2 separate regions of the Capra hircus genome follow, and region 2 is linked to region 1. A link is a contact called in public Hi-C data. All regions are on one chromosome and are shown on one strand. The core of a region is the stretch at or near the end of the contact, and the rest is flanking DNA. Distances in the headings are between cores, read along the strand shown. Region 1 overlaps UVRAG (UV radiation resistance-associated gene protein). Region 2 overlaps DGAT2 (diacylglycerol O-acyltransferase 2).

Evidence for each region. A called contact is a pair of places that touch in the nucleus more often than the background predicts.
Region 2: a Hi-C map of liver shows a contact between it and region 1, with 1.8 times the contacts expected there. The contact joins two enhancer-like sites. A contact is called at or near these places in 3 of 5 Hi-C or Micro-C datasets (blood and liver).

The regions. Positions count from the first base shown.
Region 1 is chr15:27,659,648-27,667,328 of ARS1.2, reverse strand. It overlaps UVRAG (UV radiation resistance-associated gene protein), which reads left to right. Exons shown (of 15, transcript XM_018059329.1): 2 at 1,589-1,706. Among named protein-coding and RNA genes, the nearest start is that of UVRAG, 36 kb to the left of the region's middle. Within about 2 kb of position 4,963, at least 1 of the 5 cell types and tissues checked has an H3K27ac peak or open chromatin away from gene starts, as enhancers often do.
Region 2 is chr15:27,724,253-27,731,933 of ARS1.2, reverse strand. DGAT2 (diacylglycerol O-acyltransferase 2) reads left to right here. Exons shown (of 8, transcript NM_001314305.1): 5 at 5,834-6,038; 6 at 6,605-6,779; 7 at 7,583-7,681. Among named protein-coding and RNA genes, the nearest start is that of DGAT2, 26 kb to the left of the region's middle. Within about 2 kb of position 4,388, at least 3 of the 5 cell types and tissues checked have an H3K27ac peak or open chromatin away from gene starts, as enhancers often do.

The sequences.
Region 1 (7,681 bases), core at 3,714-6,213:
TCTAGTGGGAAGTAAGGATCAAGCATGGAGAGGTTGGATTGTGCAAGGCTTTGAAGGGAATAATGGGAAGTTTGTACTTTATGCTGGAGGCTTTAGGTAATGTTTTCAAGTCTTTGAATAGAGGACCAAGATTGGAATCTTTTGGCAAAATATATGTGATTATTATGTATTTAGGCTATTAGTGGTTCCTGTCAATTTAAAATTTTGACTCAGAAGGCTAATGAAAAATATGTGGTTGGAGGAAATAGTCGCTGTAATCTCCCGGGTGTGAAATGGAAACCTTTGGCAGATTGTAGAAATATAAATCTTTTAAAGTAAGCCCTAGGAGCTTTTTATAAATACATTTGGGGTTTTTCATACTTAGAATGTTAAATAAATTTATTAGACAATAACCTTCTCTATCCAAGAGATTGGGAGAAAGGATTAGGTTGCTGTGTACATGGAAAGGAAGAACTGTGCTTTGCTGGCTGACTGCACCTGTAATTGATGATGGACTTACCTCAGCAAAGTGGGCTTTCGGCCTAAAGGGAAAGCTTTAAGCATATTTTAAAACTGAGCACTTGGTTTCTATTTTTCAGTCTCTGAAATAATCAACTGACACAGGGGACTAGCTATTGAGAATGAATCTGTTGTGCTCAGACTTCACTGCCAACTTTTCTCTTGATACAAAATGATTTGGCTATCTCTTAAGGTATCTTAAGGTATTCTGTACTCTGTTGCTCAGTGGTAAAGAATCTGCGTGCAGTGCAGAAGACCTGGGTTTGATCCCTGGTTTGAGCAGATCTCCTAGAGAAGGGAATGCCTACCCACTCCATTATTCTTGCCTGGAGAAATCCCGTGGACAGAGGAGCTTGGCGGGCTACAGAGTTGGACACAACTGCGCGACTAACACTTAGGCATCTTATATTTTTGTTGATTTCTCTTGTTGCTTTTGGAGCTTTTGCATTTCCAACACGTAGGACTTCAAATAATTTTTGCATTCTAGTTGGAGGGAGGCCTAATGAAAAAATAGGGCCTGGTTGACTGCTGGTCAAGTGAGAATTTAAACTGACAACAGTTGGGTTACTGGCCTGATGAAGTGAACAGTGAGTTACTGTGTTTTTGTTTTTGTTTTGTCGTTGTCTTCTTTTCTTGGTTGTAACAGATAATCTGGCATCAGACTGAACTAGCAACAGAGGTGTGTGTATGTAATAATTGCTAATTTTGTGTTGGTGTGAGTTGGACTTTGCATCTCTACCAGCATCTTTCTGATGGGAAAAAAGCAAATTACTGCTTAGTTAATATTCCAGGAAATACTGATGCTATTCTACAGGTATATAGGATTTATATAATATTTATACTTTCCAAGAATATTTCATTTCTGTTATTTCATGCTTCCAACAGCTTTGTAAATGATATAGGGCAATAATAACTCCTATTTAACAGAAGAGATGCTGAGGCATAAGTAAAAGACTGGGTTAAGGTTGCTGGCTCAACAAATAAATGACTGGGACAACTTACCAAATTTTATCTTTGAATTGTAGCTTTCAGAAGGTTTTAGAAGAGGAAAAACTGAATGCTCCTCTTTTTGTTTTTCTTTGTGTTTCAGCGTCGTCTTAGACATCTTCGGAACATTGCTGCCCGGAACATTGTTAATAGGAATGGCCATCAGCTCCTTGATACCTACTTCACACTTCACTTGTGTAACACTGAAAAGGTATTCAAAGGTAAGAGAATCTGGACTTGCCACCCACAGATCGTTAGATCTCATTTTTATTCTTTTGTAACACAAATGATTGTCTGCATCTCTTGCTAGTATTGCTTATTAGAGAACTAAGTTATCATGCTATCTGAAAACATTTCTTGAGCCATTGTTATATATATTGAAGAAACATGTCTTTTGGATAGTTCTTTTGGATAGCTGAGCCTTACAATGATAAATTTATCATTCCTTCATGAATGTTAATGTTTAATTATTCAGTAGCTGTCATTTTAAATAGGTTACTTGAGTTTAGTATCTAGTACTAATTTGCTTATCTTTAAAATAGAATTGATTCCTTTAGTCTTGTGGTAAAATTTGGACCTAGTTCATATCTTATCATATCTGTAATTCTTTGTGTATATGGGCTCATTTTTAGAATTGCATGGTTTCTTTGAATTCATTTCCTCATACTGAAATGTGGATTCTTCCATAAGTGATAATTCTAAGAGGACATCAAATATTTGATTCAGAACTACAAGCACCTTTTGAATACATATTAGGCAAAAGACACTTGGACATAATCAGTTGACTTATGTTGAAAACTGTAAAAGAGGAAAAATAGTATAATGGCAGGAATATTGAATTAGGATTAAAACTACATTGATATTAGCTCTGGCTATTTCAGCTAGTATGTAACTATATACCAGCTATGTAACAGTTTGTAACTATATACCAACTATATACAAGTATATATACTATATACTGAAATAGCTTGCTATGTAGTTTTTGGACAAAGAAACAAGGACTGTAAATTCCACCATTTTTACAGTTTTATTTCATTCTTCGGTTTCGTTCTAACCACTGCATATTTTTAAAACAATTGTATTAATCTGAACGAGTAACTCTAGCTACTATAACAAATGCTATGAGTCGTTCAGTGTCTTGGCATAATAAATTTCTTAAACACTGAGTTCAGTGTTTGCGCGGTCTTTGGGAGGTGGTGAAGGACAGGGAAGCCTGGCGTGCTATAGTCCATGGGGTTGCAAAGAGTCAACACAACTGAGCAACCGAACAAAGTTCAGTGTAGTTGTTACTTATCAGATACTGGCCTGGCAGTTCTCCTCTGACTGGTGGCTCAGGTATCCAGGCTGCTTCTGTTTTGGAATGATGCTTCTCGTATGGCAAGGGAGAGGGATTATTTGAGGGAGATTTTTAAATGGAAATGTTCCACATCAATTCCATGACATGCCCTTAGCCGTATATCAGTTACATCATCCTTTTTAGGTGAACAGGGCATGGGAAAATATTGTCTTCTGTGTCCAGAAGAAAAATGAAACAGTTTGGTGACTGTCTGTGCTAAGGGTATACGGATTTTTGCAGATCTTATTAGGTTTGGTCTGCTGCTCACTAATTGGCTTCATCACTAGCAATATATGACAATGCCAAAGTACTTTACATTTTTTAAAGGTTTCCATATAATCAGTTCTTGGTTGTCTTTGTTAGAACTTCTGAGTTCTTCCTCTAGTGTTACCTCTGATAATAGTTACTGACATTGAACTTAGTACATTTTAAGTATTTGGTAAATGATAGCAATTATTAGTGGAATTGTAATGTTAACATGCATAATAGTAGTTTCTAAAAAGGGTAGTCATGGGACTGGTTGATGACCATGATATAAAAACTTGTCCAAGAGATACAATGAAAACAAAGTGATTTTTTTTGTTGTTGTTTTTTTTCCTTGTCCTCTCTAGTTCACTTTATATCTTGAGCTTAGAAGTTATTATGGAATATTTTTTTTTTTTTTTGGACTGTTTCTTGAAGTTATTTCAATAAAATGGTTATTAACACAATAAGGGACTAGCTGGTTTCAGACCACAGGGAAGTCCAGTGTCTAGTAGTGGTATTGAGTCTGTTACTGACTGGCAAGCCCTTTGGCTGTGGCATTTAGTTCCTCTTGTGTGCTGTTAATTTATTTCTAAAATGAGAGGATTGATGATTCCTGAAACTTCCCTCTGCTCCAGAATGTCATGGTTGAATGAAGTCTATTGACATAATAGACTTGTTGGGGCTGCATGGTCGGCTCTGTAACTTTTCACTGCCATAGGAGGAGCCAGAAAACTCTTTACTTAGTAAGCCTAATTAATACACCCTGAAATTAAAAGACACTTACTCCTTGGAAGGAAAATTATCACCAACCTAGATAGCATATTAAAAAGCAGAGACATTACTTTGCCAACAAAGGTCCGTCTAGTTAAGGCTATGGTTTTTCCAGTGATCATGTATGGATGTGAGAGTTGGACTGTGAAGAAAGCTGAGTGCTGAAGAATTGATGCTTTTGAACTGTGGTATTGGAGAAGACTCTTGAGAGTCCCTTGGACTGCAAGGAGATCCAACCAGGCCATCCTAAAGGAGATCGGTCCTGGGTGTTCATTGGAAGGACTGATGCTGAAACTGAAACTCCAGTATTTTGGCCACCTCATGCGAAGGGTTGACTCATTGGAAAAGACCTTGATGCTGGGAGGGATTGGGGGCAGGAGGAGAAGGGGACGACAGAGGATGAGATGGCTGGATGGCATCACCGACTCAGTGGACATGAGTTTGGGTGAACTCTGGGAGATGGTGATGGACAGGGAGGCCTGGCGTGCTGCGATTCATGGGGTCACGAAGAGTGGGACACGACTGAGCGACTGGACTGAACTGTCTTCTTGGAGCTGTGATGGTAAACGTGAATATCCGTTGCGTGATCATCGTGTGGCCCTTGGTGTAGGATGACCACAATGGAAGGCCCATGGGCTCTTCTTAAAAGCCTCCTGTACCACCTGCCTAGTGGCATCATTTCTCAGTTTCAGAAGAAGTTGGTTTTTTTTTTTTTTATTTGGAAGAATATCTAAAATGCTGATTTCTTCGTTATTCTTTTATTTCAGCTGAATTCACAGCAGAGCGTAAGAAGCTATGAGTGAGTTTTTTTTGATTTTTGACACTTTTTTTAGTGCTCTTAGGAGATTGTCTATTTCTCAGGTAGTTCAAATTGAACACCATTTATTACATTCTCAGAGAACAAAGCTTTGTGTCAGTGGTTGAGGAACTAGTTCTAATACTGGTTCCTTCTTAAACTTGGAAGTTTTATAAAATCAAGTTTGTTCTTTAGCCATAGTTATTTCTCCCCCATGAAATGTGAGTGCCTGTGCTTTCCTGGAATGCCAGCCAGTTATTTTGATGCATTAGAAGATGACCTCTACATAGTTCAGTCTGGGGGTCTCATGCATGTGTTATAGTTTCAGATATCACTTGTCACTCTAACAGCTTACAAATGTGTTTCTTTAGTTTCGCCTCCTCCCTGAACTCATACTGATGTATTCAGTTGCCTACTGTGCATCTCCATTTGGAGCCTAGGAGGTGACTTAAACTCGATAGATTCAGCAGTGAGTCTGATGTTCTAACCCTGATCTGTCTCCTGTATTCATCCCTCTATCAGAAAATGGCAACTCTTTCCATTTGCTTGGCCAGAAACCTTGGAATCACCCTGCATTGTCCTCTTTTATATTCCATACCCAATTTTTCAGCAGATGTTTTTGGTTCTTACTACCAAAATATATCTATAATCTTCTCTTTTCTTACTACCTCCAGACTATCATGCATGAATTGTTGAGGTAGACTTCTAACAGGTCTGTCTGCCCACGCACTCTTTTCAGTGTGGTCTCAACTGAGATCCTGTTAAGATGAAAGTCAGGTCCTGTTATTCCTCCCCTCAAAGCCTCCAGTGGCTTCGTGTTGCATTCAGAGTAAAAGCTAAAGTTCTTGTTTCCTAGGCCTTTCATGAACTGGCCGTCTCTCACCTCTCGGCACTTATCTCTTTCTCCTCTTCTAGTTCTCTCTGTTCCATGCCTATTGCCCTTGCCTTTCTTGAATTCAGATCGGCTTCAGTTTAAGGCACCTGCCTGGACCCTCCTCCTGATGGCCACATGACTAGCTCCTCTGCCTTCTTTCAGGTCTTCACTCCAGATCTTTCCTCAGAGAAACTCTGCTTGATCACTGACTAACCCTTTTAAAAATTGCAACTCTTCTCCCCGTCTTTTGTGTTTGATTTTTCTCCACGATACTCCAGATTGTCTGACATAACTGTATGTTTACTTATTTGCTTAATGCATGTCTCTCTCCACTAATATAAGCTCCATTTGAGTAGAAATTTCTCTGTTTCCAATACTTGGATTAATGCTTGGCACAAAGTAAGCCCCCAGATATTTTCATTTAATTTTTGAATAGCTAATATAGTCCATGGCTCAAAATATATATATGAAGGTTTATATTAAAATCTTCCTCTCATCTGTTTCATCTTGCTAGTTTTTTTGCTGTACCTGGTTTATCTTTACTGATATTCTTTATGCAATTGTGAGTAAAAATTGTACCAATTGTATATGTGTATATATATGTTTCTGTGCCTTGCATTTTTCACTTAATATATTTTAGATGTCTTCCCATATTATTTCATAAAGAGCTTCTCTAATTTTCTTTTTTTCTGTTTTGCATTGAACAGTCATGCCATAATTTATTTAACTGACTTCTTTTGATGAGCATTTAGTTGTTCTGGTCTTCTGCTATATAGACAGCATTGCCATGAACAGTTTCATTGGTATATATTATTTTGTGTGAGTGCTAGTAAGGCTTTAGGGTAAATTCCAGAGTGGAAGTACGAATATTACAAAATTGTCCTTGTCGATGTTCCCACCTGCTGTGTATGGGTACCCTTTTCCCTACAGCCTGACCAGCAGACTGTGCAATCAAACTTGTGAAATTTTGCCAATCTGATAGTTGGAAAATAGTTTATAAAGTTTGTTTCTTCTTTTCTGAGTGAAGTTGAGATACTAAAAAGCATTTGTTAAATAAATGGAATGCTATATAATAGCATGTTTTGACATGCCGTTGGAACCATGCTTTGCAATCTCTGCTTGCTTTGTTTGCTTAGGTCTTAGCATGGATAGAGAAGCATTTGTATCTAATAGTCCCTTTCATGTAGAACTAGTCTTGCATGATATCTTTTTGAAATTTTATTTGTCTAATAGTTTTGCTCAAGTTGAATTAATGAAAATTCACAGAATTATATTAATAACAATGATAGCTTATAAAGTATTGTTAATTCAGTATTTCATTTGAGCCTCATAACAGCCCTGTTATTTTCCAGGTGTCATTCTCCTTTAAAGGTGAAGAAACTATGGCCCAGGAAAGTTAATTGACTTGTCCAGGGTCAAACTTATACATGGTGCATTGGGGACTGGAACTGTTTTTTTCACTTTAAATTCTCCTGAATTCACTATTTTGTTGTGCACCATGTTGCTGATTTATCGACAGTCAAAGTATAGCAGAATGGTAGACAGTGTAGGCCCACATTTAACACTTCAGAAATTCCTTTAGACTTGGTGAGTCCTTTCCAAACTCTATGGCTCCTTTGTTGACCTTTCTCCATTAAAATTAGCAAGTCCATTTTGAGCATCTAATGGGGAAAGCAAATTGTGTAGTTTCATTTATGTATGTATATAGCTAGTCAGCAAAGTTTTGAAAAAAATAATAATGCTGTTCATTTTTTTAGAGCTGAAGATATATATGTTGGAGACTCTTTAGACACTTTACAGATTAAGCTGAGGAATTCTCTCAAAAGAAAAAAGGAATAGCTTTAATTTTTTTCCACTGCTTTAAAAAATATTGCATACTTGGAGCAAATTAGGCAATACAAAACTATATTAAGTGAAAGTACCTTGTAATAACAAGGAACACAATTTTAGCCCCAAAACTCTCCCCCCCCAGAAACATATTGGGAATGAATTAGAGTATATGTATGTATATTAGAAAAGAACATATGTATATATATACACACACATGTATGTAGCCAATTTATGATTGGCATTGGTTAACTGTTTGGGAAAAAATGAAAAGGTTGGGGTTCCCTTGTGGTCCAGTGGTTAAGAATCCACCTGCCAGTGCAGGGGACATGGGTTTGATCCCTGC
Region 2 (7,681 bases), core at 3,139-5,638, 65 kb before region 1:
AGGCAAAAAGGGAACCATGCTAGTTATTGATCCTCATTTTCAGAAAGAAAGAAGGTTCTTTGTTCCTTGGGTAAACAAGACTTCTTCTAGCATTTGGATCTAAAAGCTGTTTCAGATACTGAGATCCTGGGTGATGAAAGAAGCAGGAATAATAGTAGATACTATGGCCATTGCTTGTCTGCTTTCAGTGAATATTAAAGTCATAACTTAAAATGGAAGTGACTGGGAATTCCCTGGTGGTCCAGTGGTTAGGACTCAGCACTTTCACTGTTATGCCCCAGTTTATTCCCTGGTCGAGGAACTGAGATCCTGCAAACTGCATGATGGAGCCAAAAAATATAAAAAAGGAAGTGATTTATCAAGAGCAGTACTAAGGTAGTCCAAGTTTATCTGGTCTGAATCAAGATTAGCAATAGGTGTGAGGAGCTTTCTTTCCTTCTGAAGCTCTTACAGAAATTTCACCTCTCTCAGCCAGTCGTGGGTGGGTCACCAGGGGTCCTGGTCATGGGAATAAGGGGCCAGAAAATTTGGTGTGCAGTGAGTGAAGAGTGAGAGCCTCACTGCTGAAGTGCTTGGGAAAGGCTTCTGAAGGTGCTGCTCCTTGAACCCCATCCTGAAGAGAAGCAGCACTGAAGAGGCAGGGAAAATCATGAGAACACAGGCGCCTGAGCTTGAGCAAGAAGCCTGGGATGGGGAGGATGGGGAGAAGGTGGAGGGGAAGGGCGGATTTCTATTCGCCGGGAGCCTTCTCAGGGCCAGTGCCTTCCCCCAAGGAGTCTCCTTTAACCCTCGCTGCACCCTGTATGGCGGGTATTCATTTTATCCCATTTTTCCAGAAGAGGAAACTGAAGGCCAGAGAGGAGCACAGCTGAATGAGGCTAACAGGGAACTGAGCCAAGACTGCAGCTGTTGTCTTGCTTCAAGTCTGGACACTCCCCACCACAGCACACTGCCCCCCTGTGCAGCAGAGCTCTGGGAGATACGCTTGGACAAATCCTCAAGCTTCCCTCAGGCTTGGAGGACAGAGGCAGGAAAAGCAGCCCAGTCTGACCCTGGGTGAAGCTGAGGTGCTGTCTCCCTGCAGACAGCCAGTTTAGACCAAGTTGATCTCTGGGTTTCCTTCCTCCTGAGCCACTGGCTGCCTCGGGTCTCCCACACTGGTCTTTTGAGCATCTGTCTCCTCTGGGACCAAACTCAAGGTCCTGACAAGATAGAAAGTGGCTTGGTCTGGCTTTCAGTGCCATTCTGTCAGGCCCCCTGCCGGTGGTCTGCAAGCCAGGTTGGTAGGGCCGGGGCATCCAGGCCCTGGTGCACGTGGGTGATGCTGCTGGATGGTGGAGAACTCTGGCAGAATCCTGAAGGCTTTCCCTGCAAGGGAAAGACCTGTCTAGGCAGCTCACCCGGCACCCCAACCCTGGCACACCCCAGGTGCTGCAGTAACCCGGCAGAAATCAGTGGGGTCTGAAGAGTGGAGAAAGCATGTGTGAATGTGGGACTGTGCATGATACAGGGTGGTGTGTATTTGCTGTGTGAGTCAGCGATTGAGACATCCTGGCCTGCTGACCTGGGGGAGGTGGCCAGGTAACCTTGCATTTTTCTGCTGTACTCAGTATTGTAGGGGTTGCACCCCGGGCTGGCTCCCTCTGCCCATCCCAGCCTGGGCCCAGTTTCCCCAAGACCTTTGGAGTCAGAGTCCCTGCTCTTCCCTTTTCTTGACCCCGTCTCTCTGGCTGCAAGGAAACCAAGGCTGTTGTTGCCAGGAGGATTTTGCCTCATAGGACCCAACCCTCTCATTTTGAAGGTGAGGAAACTAAGTCCCAAAGAGGGACAAGGACTGGTCCAAGTTGCACAGTGACTCCGTGCCAGGGCTAGTATTAGAATGTGGGCCCCACGCTCTTCCCCACTGAATTCCTACTGCCTCTTGCTCTGGGAGAGATGCAGTCCAGGTGTGCCCCACTGGGTTGAGCCTCACCGCACGGGGCTCCCTCCCTCTGCTGTGCTGTTGGAGATCTGGGTTGAGGTCCTGCCCTGTTCGCTGAGGTCCTCTGTTCGCTGGCCTCTGTTAGTGCACTCTAGCCCCTGTGCACTGCTGGGCTCTGCTGGGCATGGGGATGCAGAAGAGTGTGCCTGGTCCCTGCCCTTGCCCTTCTAATGGATCCTGCTGGACTTTGTCACTTTCTGCACATGGGACTATGAGCATGAGCATGCTTCTCAAGCCCACTAAGCCTCATTTTCCTTCTCTGTGACATGGAGCTGTTCACATGCTAGAAAAGTGGTAAATTATGGTTTGTTGTGAGGGATTATGGACTCTTTCTCTCTGCTGGGGCTTTTTCCTTGGGGGCCCCAGAGTAGCCTGCCCCCCCAGGAAACCTCTTCAAGGCTGATAGCTCCCTCCATCCGGAACAGGATGACCTGATGACTGTTGGTCAGAGCTGGGACAGACGAGTACCCTTTCCCACTGATCTCTACCCTCCCTGAAGAGCAAAAACAAAACCCATGTCCCTTGTCTCACCTCTGTTCCAAGAAGTCAGCTGGGGGTTGCATCCACATGCCCCAGGTGAGCTGGCCCTGGGAGGGGCCCTAGGTCCTGCCAGAACCAAAGCCAGGCTGAGCCTGAGGCCTCATGCCTCATCCTGGGTTCTGCCCTTCCCTGGTGGTGGTCTTGGCAGAGTCCCTGACCCTCGGGACCTCTGGCTCCTCTTCTGTGCAGGGAAGTTTGGCCTTTGTGAACTGATGTCAGGATTGAGGGAGTCGTGTATGACCCTTCTGTACCACACCCTTTTCCTGGCCTCTTGCCACTGGTTGGGGAATGATCTCTGACTGTGCCCACCCACCTATACCTCCCCACTCCCTTTTCGGTGAAGGTCTTTGCCACCAGAGCTGCTCTGCTGGCCCAGAGAGCATCCTTTCTCCCAGCAGAGGTGGGCCTTATGTGTTCACTACCAGCCACCAGGACCACCAGCTACCTGGCAGAGGAGTGGGCAGTGCCCGGGTCACCTCTCCCAGTGGCGATGGGCAGGGTCTTTGGAGAAAAGACTAGAAAAGACTCTCTGAGCTTACAGTCACTTATCTGTCCATCTGCCTGATTTCACAGATGGACCTACAGAGGCCCAGAGAAGAGGAACTGTCCCAAGGTGTGAGGCTGGTATAGAAACCAAGGCAGTGTCTGCCTCAGGGCCTGTGTTCTCATTCCTTCGTTCCTTTGCCCCCGGTGCCCCACTATGTGAGCTTAGGCGAGTCTCTGCTCTCTGGTTCTGAGTTTCCTCCTCTATAAGGTGCCAGGCTGGGACAAAGCTATCTGACCACCGTGGCTGCCAGGGAGACAGGCAGCCTTGTGTTGGGCTTGTTTTGGACTTGCAGGCTTGTGTCGGCCGGCAGGCCAGGCCTGGCCAGCGCCTGGGGCTGAGACTTTGCCATTGGAAACAGTCAGGGAACATGAGATCAGGTGCGTCAACAGAGCCTTCATCAGCACTGCCCTTCCTCCTCCCCCCTGAGTGGACACTGTCCACCCAGGGGAGGAGTGTGGCACAAAGTCAGATCAAAGCCATATCAGATGCCTGCACTTTTCCAATTGCTGCACTGGAGACAAAGAACCTGCACTCTGCCACAGGACACGTCACTTAACCAGACAGAGGCTTCAGGTGCAGGGAGGAAATGATTTAAGGGACCAGCCAAGCTTCCGCCAAGTGGCCCATCTGTATCTCAGGACCAGGGAAAGCACAGCTGGGTGGCCAGGACTAGAGGTAGGGAAGAATCTGCTGCGACCTCCCCGGGAAGCAGCAACTCTTTTCTCTGGGCCTCAGTCTACCTCATAATCGAAGGAATGGCCCAGATCAGGGCTCTTCCAGCCCACGCTGTCCAGTAGTTTCCTGGGCCTGGCCCTCACCTCAGCTCAGGAGCAGGTTTCCATTCCAGTACTGGCCGCCTCCACTCTCACCTCCATGCCTTCCTCCTCTGTGGAGACTGGCACAAGGTGCTTTTTCATTCTGGCTTTCCCGAAAGCTAAAGTGGTGGGCGCAGCTGCTCTCAGGGGCAAAACCCCAAAATCACCGCCTCGCGGAGCTCATGTCAAGCTGCATCCCCACTAGCCGTGGAAGCAGCTGCTACTGCTCCCCTTTTATATGGTGGGCAGCTGGAGATCACTTGGGGTTTTGAGGAGTTTTAATCTGCTCAACAAAGGCAAAGAAGGAAGAAAGAGTACAAATGTCCCGAGCATCCGGGTACACAGCACAGGGGATCTGGCTCACGCTGACATGTCCTGGTAGTTACAGAGCTGGGAGGTATGCCGGCTGCCTTCACTCCCATCCCCTTCTGGCCTCCATCGCCTGCAGATTCAGATTTCAGTTTCCTGGAGACCAGTCACCAGCACCCCACCCCCTCAAGCTGAGCACGACGTCCTTCCCTCGGCCAGGCAGTTTCCAAATCCAGAGTCATGGAAGCCCCAGCGCTTGCTCTTCTGCTGGTAGCTGGGCACTCTGCTTCCCGCTGGCCCAGCGCAGGGCAGGGGGAGCCTTGAGGCACTGCTGGTAGGGATGTCCTCAGCACCCTGTCTCCAGAGGCAGGGCAGCCCACCAGACCAAAGTGGTCCTACCCTCTGACCCGCGAGCTGTCTTTCTAGAAGTTTGTCTTAAGAATGCAGACATGAAGACAAAAATAAGGTATCTATGGAAGCATTATTTCTGAGGGAAATTTTAGAAGCTTTTCGAAGCTTTTTATCTGGGTAGGTTTGATAACAATCCTATTCATGTAGCATAGCTGTGAGAAGACATGTTACTGAGGGATTCTGATAAGAAAAAAATAAAAAAGCTTTGATATGCTTGGGAGGTAGTTACATAAAAGTTATATCAACCATATGACCTCAGTTTGGAGATTTTTAAAAAAGAACATGTGTATTTGAGTAGAAAAAAACTCAACACGTCAGAGTGGTTTATCTGGAGGGAAGTATGACAGGTGCTTTTGACTTTCTTCTGACTTTCCTGTATTTTTAAAATTCTCTGATTATTCATTATTTTTCTAGTTGGGAAAAAAGTAATGTTTTCTGAACAGAATGCCCATCCTCTCCATCCCTCTTAGCACCTTCCACCCCCTTGGTGCTCCCTGTAGTGCTGGGTGGGCGCCTCTTAGGGATTAGGGCAACTTTGCACCGCCCACCCCAGTGTCCAGGCCGCCAGCCCCAGGGCGAGGGGTGGGCCCCAAGGAAGCCAATCACCCTCGAGACCATCCCAGGACAGCTCTGTGGATAGCACCGCAGGTCAGCCACCCCAGCTGCACAGCTGACCTCCCCACCCCCAGTGTGGCTGGCACCAGGGCTGTGACTTGTCCTTGTCCTTCCTGCATCGGAGCCTGACCTGAGTCTGGCTGCCTGGGAGGAAGTTTCTGTTCAGGCCAGACGCTCTGTCCCTTCTCCGGCCAAAGTTAGGGACTTGGACTTTACCCCGCTGGGAGCTGGACATCCCTCTTTATCTGAGAGGGAGGGAGATTTCGCTGGGCTTTTAGAGCCGTCACTCTGGCTGTGGTGAGGGGGCTGGGCCCAGAGGGAGGGAATGAAGGAGGCTGGCAGAGTGCAATTAAGAGGACTTGGTGTGTTTGGCTGGAGAAACAGGGAATGAGGAAGTGTCTTACTCCCTTCCCAGGGACTCGAAGTCCAATGGTGACTTTCAAGTCTCCAGCACTGAGGCCCCCGTGATGAGAGTCTGAGGTCTAGGGGGAGTCACTCCAGCCCTTCAGACCCAGACTCTGGGGAGCAGGGCATGCCCAGTGCTTCCCTCACCTCTGGGTGTTCCCCGGTACCCCTTCCTGGCCAGCTTGCTCTGACCCAAGGTCTTCCCTGCAGCTGGTGAAGACACACAACTTACTGACCAGCAGGAACTACATCTTTGGGTACCATCCCCATGGCATCATGGGCCTGGGTGCCTTCTGCAACTTCAGCACAGAGGCCACAGAAGTGAGCAAGAAGTTCCCTGGCATAAGGCCCTACCTAGCCACGCTGGCCGGCAACTTCCGGATGCCAGTGCTGCGCGAGTACCTGATGTCTGGAGGTGAGAATCCACCTCTGAGTACCCCTGTCTGAGCCTCTCCATTGGGCAGGAAGCCAACCCACTGTGCTCTAGTGTCTGGTCCTGTGAGATGTGGCCAGCCACGGCCCGGTGTCTCAGGGCTGGGTGAGAGAACTGTTCATATGATCTGGATTCAACTAGCATAACGTCATCCCTAGGAAACCTTCTCTGACCCCTTTTTCTGGGCATCCCCAGGCCCTGTGTTGCCCTTCACACAATCTAATCATTGTCCATGACTCTCATATTCTGTCCACCTTGATCCCCACCGGCCCGACTTATTGGGATTCCTTGGCACCTGGCACCACTCAGCAGAGTTAGGACCTCAGGGAATGTTTGTCAAATGAATGCAATCCCTAAACAACCCTGTGTCATCCCCATTTTACAGATAAGTAAGCTGAGGCTCAGAAAATAGAATGACTTATGTGGGGCTGTTCTTCTAAGTGGCTGGGCTAGGTCTGGGAACCAAATCCAGGGCTCTGTTTATATTTGACCATGTGCAGAAGGTAGGAAGTCCATCCCTGACTGTGTGTCCCCCCTCCACTCCCCAGGCATCTGCCCAGTGAACCGGGACACCATAGACTACTTGCTTTCAAAGAATGGGAGCGGCAATGCCATCATCATCGTGGTGGGGGGCGCGGCTGAGTCCCTGAGCTCCATGCCCGGCAAGAATGCAGTCACCCTGCGCAATCGCAAGGGCTTTGTGAAACTGGCCCTGCGCCATGGGTGAGTGCGTCTCAGCACACGTGTGTGCACACGCATGCCCACACCCCGCCACAGCTCTGCTCAGCCCAGGGCAGCAGCTCCTTGCCTCCTGGAGGCAGGACCCAGACTCTAGGAAGGCAGAGAAGGGAGTTAACCATCCGTGGTGGAAGGGGATGTTGGAGACCAGAGGTTCAGCCCAAGGGTGGCTGGGTGGACAAAAATGCAGCCTGAGTCTCCTGGGCCCCGGAAGGTGGGGTGAGAGGCCTGCCAGGCCCAGAGGCAGGACTGTGTGCCCTATGCCAAAGCCTGTCACACAGCTAGGAGATGCAGAAGGCCAGGAAGGAGAATAGCGTGTGGCTGGAAATATCAAGGAAGGCTTCTTGGAGCAGTAACCCTGAGGACAGGCAGAGAGGAGCAGGGCAGCTTGGGTTTCTGTGACCTTTTCTAGAAAACCAGGGGCACATTTTGTAGCCACCTGTTCAGCACACTTCATTAGAGCACATTTACTTCTACCGCCCCGTTGGATTCTCCTGCAAAGTCCTGCAGGAATGCCATCCCCTTTTTCCATTTGAGAAAACCAAGTGAGGCTAAAGGGCCTGGTCAGGGCCATGTTGTAAAACCCGGACATGATCCCTACCTGCCAACAGGGGCAGGGGGCCTGTCCTCATTTGTCCCTGAGGGGACATGTGGTTTGGGGTCCCCCAGGTGACTCTTGTACAGCCCTAAGGGAGGGCAATTTGGCTGGTGTCTGGGGCCTCTGGGGCTGCCAGGGGGGACTGAAGCCAGTGATTGGGCCAAGACAGACCCCGGCCTCTCTCCTCCAGAGCCGACCTGGTTCCCATCTACTCCTTTGGGGAGAATGAGGTGTATAAGCAGGTGATCTTTGAGGAGGGCTCCTGGGGCCGATGGGTGCAGAAGAAGTT